Linked DNA regions of Danio rerio: regions 1 and 2 are each linked to region 3. A link is a contact called in public HiChIP or PLAC-seq and Micro-C data. All regions are on one chromosome and are shown on one strand. The core of a region is the stretch at or near the end of the contact, and the rest is flanking DNA. Distances in the headings are between cores, read along the strand shown. Region 1 overlaps cspg4ba (chondroitin sulfate proteoglycan 4ba). Region 2 holds the start of wdfy3 (WD repeat and FYVE domain containing 3). Region 3 holds the start of fsta (follistatin a).

Region 1 (3,897 bases), core at 1,379-3,878, 270 kb after region 3:
TCCATGTTAATAAAAAACCCAAACAGGAATCTAATATATGACAATATATGACAACTATATATACGACATGCAAGTTCACATTCAGTTTTCACATGTCATATATGCAACTCATGTCATATTACTTCCAGGGCCATTTATTTCTATGTTGATATGTAGCCGCAACATGTTGGTGTTTCGTAAAATCGTGGGTCGTTTGCCTAACACTCATCTCTCAACCTGGAGGACTAGGACATACACACATACACTACAGACAATTTAGCTTACCCAATTCACCTATAGCACATGTTTTAGACTGCATTGGAGCACCCAGAGCAAACCCAAGCGAACACGGGGAGAACATGCAAACTCTACACAGAAATGCCAACTGACCTAGCCGGGGCTCGAACCAGTGACCTTTTTGCTGCGAGGCGACAGTGCTACCTACTACGCATCCATGCAGCCTGCATGCCAAAAACAGCCACTTACACACTTACATCACTTACACAGTACACACACACTCACACACACACACACACACACACACACACACAAACACACACACACACACACACACACACACACACACACACACACACACACAAACACAGTAGTCAACATTTAAAGTGGATCAAATCATTTCACTCAAGTTGTCCTAAAACTGTTCAATGACACCAATTCTCTCAAGTTTTGAAAAACATTTTTGATCCTCTTTATAAATTGACTGTAAATATCAACCATAAGAATTACAAATATGCATATATTTGTTCTAATATATTAGCTTTTGAATATGTATGCGTTCAAATATGAACATTCGTGAATATACACAGTCAAGCCTGAAATTATTCTTACTCCTGACAAATTCTGACTAAAGTTTTTGTTCAAATGTAAATAATCTAAAAGTTTTTTTTTTCACAATGATGCCTCTTGTACATCGTCTTTTTATCTTTTGGCAAAGGCCTGTGTCATTTGTGGTCAACAAACATAACTTGCTGATTAAATTAAAGTAACTTTAAGTCAAAATTTGCCAGGGGTTTGAATAATTGCAGGCTTGAAAGTATATAATTATATCTAATAAATTTGAACATTCCCCACTACTGGGTTGTGGCTGGAAGGGCATCTGCTACGTAAAACATATGCTGGAATAGTTGGTGGTTCATTCCGATGTGGCAACTCCTGATAGATAAGGAACTAAGCCAAAGGAAAATTAATGAAATTTTAACATATATGTAAATAATTGTAAATGCCCAAAAATATTTATGTAGGTGCAGTGAAAAAAGTCTAGACAACAAATATTTGTATGTTGCTTTAACTTATTTTAATAAGTTAATCAGGCTTCAACTACACTTTAACTTAATATTTTAGATGAGATCACTAGAAAAGTTTATTTGATTCAACAGAAAAAAATTTGAAGTAGTGTGGCCAATTTTGCAATATTTTTAAACATTTGTTGCATATATGACATATATTTTTAATCATTTTCTTTTCAGCTAAGTCCCTTTATTAAACAGGGGTCACCACAGCTGAATAAACCGCCACCATATACAGCATATGTTTTGCCGCATCCCATCACTGAGAACGTTTATACACACTCATTCACACACATACACAATGGCCAATTTAGCTTACCCAATTCACCTATACGGCATGTCTATGTCTCTCTGTAGGGGAAACCAGAGCACCCGGAGGAAACCCACGCAAACACAGGAAGAACATGCAAACTCCACACGGAAATGCCAACTGACCCCACCGAGGCTCGAACCAGTGACCTTTTGGCTGTAAAGCAATGGTGCTACCCACTGCGCCACCGTGACGCCTGACGTATATTTTACATATTTGAAATCCAAATATGAATACATATGACACATTCAGTTTATACGTTGCATATACAGTTGAAGTCGGAATTATTAGCCCCCTGAATTATTAGCCCTCCTGTTTATTTCCATTTAAAGGCTTAACTAAGTTAATTAGGTTAACTAGGCAGGTTAGGGTAATTAGACAAGTCTTTGTATATCAATGGTTTGTTCTGTAGATTAGCGAAAGAAAATATAGCCTAAAGGGGCTAATAATTTGGACTTTAAAATAGATTTTAAAAATTAAAAACTGCTTTTATTCCAGGCGAAATAAGACAAATAAAACATTCTCAAGAAGAAAAAATATTATCAGACATTCTGTTAACATTTCTTTCCTCTGTTAAACATCATTTGGGAATCAGGTTGCTGTATGAGAAAAGTGGAACTAAAGGCAAATGAACTCTAAGTACATTCGGTTAAGCACACTTCTGTGAAACAATGGAAAAAGTTATTTCTGATGTTTACTTTTTGTTCAGTGCTTCTAAAAAAATTTACAAAGTTGAAGGCAGATGTAGCAGCTGATATTTTCTAAGATGTGGCATTTGACTAAGTGTTTCTAAAATTAAGAAAATGACTGTAGTCTAATAACTTTAGGGACTTTTCAGCTTCTCCACTGAGCTATTTATAGCCCGACAGTTTAAGTCATTTTGCTATTACGTGGATCATTTGCGCTAGGATTAAGAAACCATGACACACACTGTGTTGATACTAAGACAGAAACTAAGAAGTCTTAAGCGGCTACAAGTGGGTGGAGATAGAGTTGTTGACTTTATACAGAGCGGAAAGGAGGCGTCAATCTGCTGCTCTGACTTGGCTTGTGAAGCAGCCAGACTCTGATCTCACTGCTGTGAATAACATGACATGTTATTTCACTCTTCACTCCATTAAAAGTGATGAAGAGACCATTACTAAAATTATAAACAAAGTTATGGTATGAATATCGTCACACTGCAAAAAAATATTTTCTTACTTTGAGTTTTTGACTTGTTTCTAGTCTGATTATCAAAAAATTCCTAAATCAAGAAGAATTTTTCTAAAAACAAGACAATTGGTCATGTTTATTAATGTTGCGTACGCACAAAACGGGGGTGGAAACGTGTTAACGAAATCTCCCAGTCAAAATTTAGTAATCACAGCTGTAAGGAAACACTAAGCAAACCTATGTAGCTTATCATTATTATTTAAAATCATCATGTGATCCATTATCATTAATATAATTTTAAATAAAAATGAACCTTTATTCTGGCATACGTTCCTTTTAGTAAGGTTTCCACGCAAAATTTTTTTAATAATTTTTTTTGTTCTCATGAAAACATTTCTTGATTTAAGAATTTTCAGATATTTAAATAAGAAACAAGGCTAAAACTTCAGTGCATTATTTTAAAATACAGTACCTACAATGGTATATTTAATATATAATAGTATTTTTTAATTCTTCCCATTCCACAGTGTTAGACAGCACAGAATATTTTCTTACATATAACTTTTGTGGCAAAATACACCAGAAGTTCACCTAATGTTAATTAAAGTTACCTGGAAACACCTTAAGAGGTCCAGCCTTCTTTAGATTAAGAACCAGGGCACGAGCTGTAATACTGAATATCTGCCTAGAAGCAAAGTTTACACCATCATTGACTTGAAAGTTGAAGCCTCCTGCCATTGGGCCTGAGAAACAAAAGAGAATAAGCATCAGTAATTTGTGAAATTTGATCAGATTTATGTTTTGAGATGTTTTAATTCTTTAATGCCACATAATTGCACACCTCAATAGTATTTGATCTCATGTTACACACACCTTGCTTTTATTTTTTACAATAATAAAAACAACACATGACACGCTCAAAACACTTTAAGAACATTTGTCATATAGATACTTTTTACAAACATGAACACAATAATTATTCAAGCTTTCTCAATATTGTACTCATGTGTATGCAAACTCATAAAGTGTTTAAACCTCTGCACATGCTGAGCTTGTCTCCTTGTGAAATGCAAATTCAAACAAAGTTGTGCTATAAATATCGACGCGCTGACCATTAGGATAGCATTTATTCATTTTCTTTTCAAC
Region 2 (3,818 bases), core at 1,118-3,617, 320 kb after region 3:
CAGGGTTCCTCCAATGGCTTTGTTCCATGGTACCAATGACATCATAGTTCCTGTGGAATCATCCGTGAGGTTCTCTGAGCTCCTCACTTCCCTTTCTATCCGGATGTCTCTGTATCTCATTCCTAAAATGAACCATACTGACATGGTCACTGATCTTATGGCTCCAGACAGGCACTTTTACCACACTGTTTATGGCTGTATTAAACATGAGTACAGTAAATTTCAGACTCATACTGACTGATTGATATTTTCATTAAAGTAATGAAATTAATATAATTTTTCAATGCCATACAGTCACAGTATTTTAGATATAGCATGTCATTTTTCATTTCACTGTAAGTTGACACATTGTGAACTTACACAAGTGCATTTTCTTTTCTACTGAAGAACCGTTTTCAATAACTCCCTATACAAAATGGTAACGTAAAATCATGTTGGATCTGTGCTTGTTAATTTATTGTGGGTAAACATACATATAATTTACCTGTGTAAATAATACAAATAAAATATAAATAATATATTCTAATGTTTTATCATAAGGTTTGTGTTTTACTGTTGTCCTCACTTATGTCATCCACATTTTCCTTGTCATTGTCATTATTTTCAAAGAAATGTTTATTTAAATCATACATACAGCTATAAAAATATAAGACATTTTATTTTATTCTTTAAACTACTGAGGATGTTTCTTCCTAATTTCATGTATGTGTTTTTTTTTTTTAAATAACAAAAAGATGCCAATGTTTTTAGACATGTTATATTCATTTTTAGACCATACAATTGGTTGAAAATGAGACAATAAAATTGGGTGGAATAAACCAGATTTTCACTTACAACAAATAAAAACATTTTTATTCTGCCCACCTTGATTTTATGAAGAAAAAAAATTAATTACATTATTTGTAATTTGGAGGAAATGTCAGCTGTATAAATTTTTTATTTGTTATGAGTTTATTATTGGTTATTAATATTAAATATATTTAGATTCAACTGTAAGGAAACTCCTTAAACCGGGTGAATATGCTTAAATCTTTTATCAGTATATGAAAATAATTTAGCCAAAACAGATGTCAAATGAATTATAGCATAGTTATATTGTCTGTTATTACAGATAAAATGATTAAATATAAACAGATTACAATTCAACACATTTTCCACATTGATTACACCTGTAACATGCACACACGCTAATTCTGCATCATAAATTTTCATTCAAATTTCTTTATCTATATATTACTTACTACAAGAAAATAAAAACAAGACTTGGTATACAAAAACAGCGCAGTGCTTCTACTTTTTTGGTCCATGAAAAAACATTCAAACAAACTTTTAACTGTTGAATTGATCACACTTTTATTGATTTCTTTGAATGTAGATTTTGATTGCTATATATACTGTGTATTTTTAAAATATGTATCTTTAAACCTCATTATCTAAAAATGACTTTGATGAAATGTCTGTGCTGAGCCATAAATCTGTCTAAAATGAAGGTTTTTACAGAGGAATATGTTCCCACTGCATCATTAGGTTTAACCATTATTATGCCATGTTCAAATATGAAATTTAAGTATTTTTTTAGTGTTTTATAAAATATTTTAAATGGGCATCACAGTGGCGCAATGGATAGCACAATCGCCTCACAGCAAGAAGGTTGCTGCCTCGAGCCTCGGCTGGGTCAGTTGGTGTTTCTGTGTGGAGTTTACATGTTCTCCCTGTTGGTTTCCTCCGGGTGCTTACCTCACAAGTCTAAAGACATGCTCTATAGATGAGATGGATAAGCTAAATTGTCCTTAGTGTTTGTGCGAATACGTGTGTGCAACCCGCATAAAACATATGCTGGTTAAGTTGGAGGTTCATTGCGCTGTGGCGACCCCTGATTAATAAAAAGACAACCGAAAATTAAATGAAATGTAATATTTTAAGATTAGTCAGTGTTACAGCAGTTCAGACTTTTTATTTTAATATAGAGCTAGGCTTCTTAATGCCTCAATATGTACACAATTGTCTGGCTAACTTTGGTATTTTTTTAAAAAATTGTCTATTATCAAAAAAATTAAACCTTCAATTTAGATTTTTGGGCAAGAAATGTGTGCAAATTACTGCATATTCAATCATTAAATAATGTCTTGTTTGGATATTTAAACATAACACTGGAAATGTATAATACAAATAGCATATTTGTCGTTGCTACTGTAGGCAAACAACCGAGGGAAATATGCTGATAAATATGAGTTATTTCCCCCCGTTCACCTGCAGTGTGCAGGCCACCGGTTTGTTTCAGACCAGCAGGTGTCGCTGTTTCCCGTGTAATGACACTCCACCTCCGGCGAGCTCTGAGTGAAGCAGCGTCTCCCACCACACAGCTCAGATGAAGTAGAGCTGGAGCTGCTGGGACGAGCTCGAGCCTGTGTTGTTTGGGATGTCGAGGATTAAATATGGCCACTAGCTAGCTGATTTACCACAGCCAGCGATCGCCTAGAAAGCAGTGGCATCAGCCGTGAAATATGGACTTGAAGAGCGCGAGAGGGTCTCTTTAAAGCGGTTCTCAGTTAAGCTTGATCGCATCGGCTGGTCTGGTGAGTTCTCATGGATATGCGGATACACTGGAGACATGCAAAACACACACATACACACAGGCGCGCACACACGCTAGCTTTCTTCCTCCAAAACACAGCTCCGTTATTATTTATTTCGACAAACGTAAAGATGGCATTCGGTTTATATAAATGGTTGTCCATGCAGTCCTGCTTGCTGGAAATGAAACGCACAGTTCGGGTTGTGTGTAGCCGGGCGATTAGCCGTGGCTAGGATAGGATAGATAGGTGGACTACGCTAGCCTGTTAACGTTAGCTGCAGGCGAATAATCATTCATGTGGAGACAATTCACAAATACTGTAGCTTATTGCGAAAGAGCTCTAGTTAATCGTATGCGTGATTATTATGGCTCATTTTGAGGTTATTTAGGCGGTGTCTGGTGAGCTGTAATTGTGTTGTGAGCTCGCACTGTCACTGAGGATATCGCCTCATCCACGACTGTAACGTTACTGGATTTGTTTTTAGCCGCTGTCAGTTTACAAACACGATGATATGTCATGTAATATTTTATAATCCGCTTGATATTCGATGTTATTTTCCTCTCTCGTGCTATTATAATTTTCCTGTATATTTACATTGTCATAACGTATGATTTTTGTCCTTGTATGCTTATTATAATTTATAATAATGTATATTCACAAAATGCGTATATTGTCTTTAACCTTTACGTTTTGTTTACTTTTACTGGTTTAATTTTTGTCAACTGTATGTACTGTACAGAGTTTACTTTGGCTGACAATATACCCCAGATGTCCATACTCCATCCATTCCATCCATCTGCCTGTCTGTCTGTATGTCTGTATGTTTGACTGTGTCTGTACTTCAATTTCCCTCTGTATCTGAGCATTTAAGTGTTATGGATGTGACATTTGCAGCAGAAACCTGAAACATGTATTCACAGAGAATTTAATACTATAGTGAAACATCTGTTTATAGGTCCCAAAAAAAAAAACTAACCACTAGGCATGGGCCGGTATATGATTCTGACGGTATGATAACCTTTTATAAAAAATATCACGGTTGGATGGTATTGTGGTTACTGCTCTAAAATATATTCTATTTAAATGTCTGGGTAAAAAACTAAAACTTTCCCCCCTTTGAACACAATATAGTTTATTTTGAGAAATATTTAAAGTATTTTGGAGCAGTAATCATGTCAGGTTAAATAATTTAAATGAATCATTGACCTCTGCTGTCTTCTTTAGTTTCAAAAACACAGATTT
Region 3 (4,163 bases), core at 1,460-3,959:
TTAGCTATCTTCAGCCTAATTAAAGCCACCCAGACTGTCTGATTACACTTCTAATAATGCATTATAACATAACCGCCAGGGGCAACACAGTGGCTCAGTGGTTAACACTGTCGCCTCACAGCAAGAAGGTCACCTGTTCGAGTCCCGGCTGGGTCAGTTGGGATTTCTGCGTGGAGTTTGCATGTTCTCCCCATGTTGGTGTGGGTTTCCTCCGGGTGCTCCGGTTTTCACCCACAGTCCAAAGACATGCGGTACAGGTGAAATGAATAAACTTAATTGGCCGTATGTATGAGTGTGAAAGAGTGTGTATGGATGTTGCATGCGTATGGAAGGGCATCCGCTGTGTAAAACATATGCTAGATAAGTTGGTGGTTCTTTCCGCTGTGGCGACCCCAGATAAATAAAGGGACTGAAGGAAAATGAATGAATATGACCGCCCTTACAAAAAAAAAAAAAGCTAAATTTGATTCACTTTAATTATATTAAAGTATGTTAAATAAATATGTAAAGTGTATTTAAGTATACTTTTGATATTATTGCAAATTCTGAACACCACTTGGGATTAAATTGGCCAATTTTTTAGCTTCACTGTAAAAGTAGTAAACGTTGATTTATGTTTTATTTTTATTTATATATGGCACCTATTATAAGTGAACGTAGACATACATGTAATGTACTAGTTCAATAGCTAGCATTTTTTGTTTAAGCAACTATACTTTGAAGTATCGTCTCAAACAACTAGTTTTGTCATTATTATTTTATTAGTGTGTTATGGTATTCTACCAAAGGAACTTAAATGTATTCTTAATGTTGCAGCTGTATTACATTTACTTCAATTGGATTTAGGACATCACGGTGGCTCGGTGGGTTGCTGGTTTTAATCCCAGCTGGGTCAGTTGGCATTTCTGTGTGAAGTTTGCATGTTCTCCCCGTTGGCAGTTCATTCTGCTGTGGCGACCCCGGATTAATAGAGTGACTAAGACAAAAAGAAAGTGAATGAATAATTGGATTAAAAAACAGGTTTACTTGAATATTAAATATTCAGAATTAGGAAAATGTTTACCATCTGCTAATGAAGTATTATACAAAAGAGAAAAGGATTCAAGTCTGAAATTAAAATACTCAAAAATCCAGATTTGATGTGTTTTTGTCTGGGTAATAATTAATGAATTACAAAGTTTAAACTTTATTGTTTGTTCTGCTTGGCACAGAAGGGAAATTGGTCTGTAACACTGGATTTAAGACAACAGTTGCATACATACAACAAGCACACAATAACAACAATCATCAAGACAACAACATAAGTTAAACGTTTAAAAACCAATTTAGACCTTCAAACAGTAATCCTATTTAAGACAACAAATGCAATTGGGATTAATGAATTTTTAGAAGCATTTCTACAGGCTTTAGGAATTCTGAACCTGCGTCCTGATGGTAACAATTCAAATGCTGAGTGAAGGGCATGTGTATTAGGCCTATCTTTAAAAATCGCAACCGCTGTTTTTTCCATAAAGGAGTCAAATAGAATCTGCAGTGATCTAAGCATGATTTACAAGCTATTTGACAACAAAGTGGACTTATTAGGCTACTATAAACTCAAACATGTAAGAAAGTGTGAAACTATTCAATAAACTACTCAATCAAAAGAGTAAGAGTAAAAAAATAAATAAAAAAATAGGCTACTGAGTAAAAAAATAGGCTACTGAATTAGGCCCTAATATATCAGTGGTAAATACAGTACTGAATAGGCATTATAGTCGTCAGTTTAGGTAGATTGCACGTGTATTAGTTTTCAATCAAGATTCACTCGCCATTCATAATGTTTGTTATACAAGTAGTAAGTTTTGACCGAACACAGTGTTACTCCGACTTTTTCCTCAACGACTCTCAGTATGTAGGCTGGCTACCTGAAGGTAATGGTGCAGGTGTGTGTTTAGTGTGGTTCAAGACTCTTGCAGAAGAGGTCGCGCGTGCTCCTCCGCCACCGGGAAAATCTTGCTCCAGTCGGTCTCGCGTGTCTCACTTCTATGGAAATGAATGCCGTGTGTAGTCTGACTCGCGCCGCCGCCGCTCGGAAATTGAATAGGATATAGATCGTGATCCCGAAGGGAAACAGCAACACCTGTCTCTTCTAATAATAGCATTTATTGCTTTTATTCTGTAATCCATTGTCTCCCTGCGCAGATCACCTTTCAGCCGTAACCTTGTATTAAATGACACCCTCTACTGTTAATCAGACCTGTCATGGCCTAGAAAGTTGTGACATTCCCTAAAGGTTTGCGGTGACTGACTATCGGCGTGCATTTGTATAATTCGTACAGAGTCGCACACGTAGCTATGTTCATCAGATCTCACCGAGCACTTTCAAACATGTCCCTTTTGTTGAGGCTAAACCGGGGTGAGCCTAAATGTGAAACTGGACCAGACGCATCCATCAGTCGTGGACCTCCATCAGCAGCACAGCTCTTGCTTGGTTAGAAATTGGGCCATTTTTATTTATACTTCCTGCGACTCAGTATGCAGCAAAACTCTGAAGTGATTTAGGGGCAAGAGAAAGTTTCAAGCAGCTATGTCACCTGATTTGGATTGAAAGAAGTTGGGGAAAAAACAGTTTCTCCCCACCCCCACAGAGAGGAAGACCGCCCACACCACAGACAGTCGGCCCGAGACCCCTTATACACTTAAAAAGAGGTGGCACTCCGAGAGCTGCGTTCATTCAGCACTGCCTGAGTAAGAAGATTACTTTTGCGCTGCTCGTCTCTCTACTCTTTCTCTCTTTAAACATGCTAAGGATGCTAAAGCGTCAGCAGCTCCACCCGGGAATGATTTTATTACTCTTTTGGCTCTGTTATTTGATTGAAGATCAAAAAGTGCAAGGTGAGTGCACTTTTCTTCTTTTATTTCCTTATTTGTGTATTCAAAATTATTTTTTAAATGCTTTAGATGTGAATTTTTGGCTTGCTTTAGAATGAAAATGTTGCTTTAGAATAAAGGAGCTGCTTTAATGCAAGACAACTGTAAAGTTTTTGGCTTGCGCCTGCATTGGTGTCCTCGAGACAGGTGCGTCTTTACATGCACCATTATTTAAACAAATACAAAAACACACTGTGTTCAATCCGGAGGTAGATACTAATGTAACAGAACGTTTTATTGACCTAAAATAAGTGTTCAATATTGTCATAATTATAAGAACAGTGAGATGCATTTCTTGTCTTGATGATTGTGATAAAAGCAAATAAAATGTTTAATGGTGTTATTTTCTAGCAATAATGAAGGGTTTATATAGAATCATATTTAAATAAAGCTGCGTGTATGCATTAGACGTTCGATTGTATTTTTCCTCTAATAGTAGGTAGTGAAATTAGACACTGCCTACCTCGTCTGGCTTTCCAAAAAAAATAAAAAAATAAATCACTGGACTTAATGCAAAAAAATTGTGCCATTTTTATGCATTTAATTATTAGGATGCTTTTGCGTTCGTGTCATCCAAACGACACAGTCGTTTTTAGAAAACAAAGTTTGATAGAGCTCGCGTGACTGTAAGATTTAATTGGATTGTCTGGCTCGTGGTCTCCCCGGCGCGAATGCCTAATTTAATACATAAACACGACTGATTCCCCCCAGGCTTGACCCGACAGTTGAAAGAATAAAAATACAAACATCCGAAGCGTATTCTGGGCGGCAAATAAACGCGTTTGCAGCGCTCCTGTAAGTGTGTGCTGAAAGGCGATGAGCGCAGACAGTTGGCACAGGGAGCGCTCGAGGAACTGGAGTCTAGACTGCCGTGCACATTGTTTAAATAGGTACGAGTCTGTCAAGCTGACACTTACTTTCAGACAATAAATCTCTGCGCGCCCTTACACAATCGACGACAGGAAAAGCGTATTCCCGGAGCACCTTGACTTGTCTGGGTGAAGGCACGCAAGTGTAAAATAGTCGCATTACATTGGGGAAAAAAAAAATCAGACAAAATACAGCGGGGGAGGGGGAGCAGGAGAGCTCCAGCTAATACAGGCTGCACGTGTTGTGTCTGGGTCATTGGCTTCAGACTTTAATACGACTGGCTCTTTTTCTTTTTGTTTACAGCTGGTAACTGCTGGCTTCAACAGGGCAAGAACGGGAGATGTCAGGTTCTCTACATGCCTGGGATGAGTCGGGAGGAA

The links. A called contact is a pair of places that touch in the nucleus more often than the background predicts. HiChIP or PLAC-seq counts read pairs in DNA pulled down with a chosen protein or histone mark.
Region 1: a Micro-C map of caudal fin shows a contact between it and region 3, with 8 times the contacts expected there. The contact joins the enhancer-like site here to the promoter of fsta in region 3. A contact is called at or near these places in 3 of 18 Hi-C or Micro-C datasets (caudal fin and embryo) and 2 of 4 datasets of contacts at active chromatin or transcription factors (caudal fin and embryo).
Region 2: a contact with region 3 is called in an H3K4me3 HiChIP or PLAC-seq map of embryo, with 4 times the contacts expected there. The contact joins the promoter of wdfy3 here to the promoter of fsta in region 3. A contact is called at or near these places in 1 of 18 Hi-C or Micro-C datasets (an unstated tissue) and 1 of 4 datasets of contacts at active chromatin or transcription factors (embryo).

What each region holds. Positions count from the first base shown.
Region 1 is chr5:41,175,007-41,178,903 of GRCz12tu, reverse strand. It overlaps cspg4ba (chondroitin sulfate proteoglycan 4ba), which reads right to left. Exons shown (of 10, transcript XM_073951251.1): 7 at 3,363-3,494. Among named protein-coding and RNA genes, the nearest start is that of cspg4ba, 28 kb to the right of the region's middle. Within about 2 kb of position 2,628, at least 22 of the 62 cell types and tissues checked have an H3K27ac peak or open chromatin away from gene starts, as enhancers often do. A contact at or near this core is called in caudal fin, where this site is marked.
Region 2 is chr5:41,128,846-41,132,663 of GRCz12tu, reverse strand. It overlaps wdfy3 (WD repeat and FYVE domain containing 3), which reads left to right and starts at 2,367. Exons shown (of 64, transcript XM_073951250.1): 1 at 2,367-2,576. It overlaps si:dkey-193c22.1, which reads left to right. Exons shown (of 9, transcript NM_001100034.1): 9 at 4-526. The coding sequence ends at 241.
Region 3 is chr5:41,447,542-41,451,704 of GRCz12tu, reverse strand. fsta (follistatin a) reads left to right here and starts at 2,709. Exons shown (of 5, transcript NM_131037.3): 1 at 2,709-2,877; 2 at 4,087-4,163. The coding sequence starts at 2,784. The region is part of intron 1 of LOC141385704; the gene reads left to right.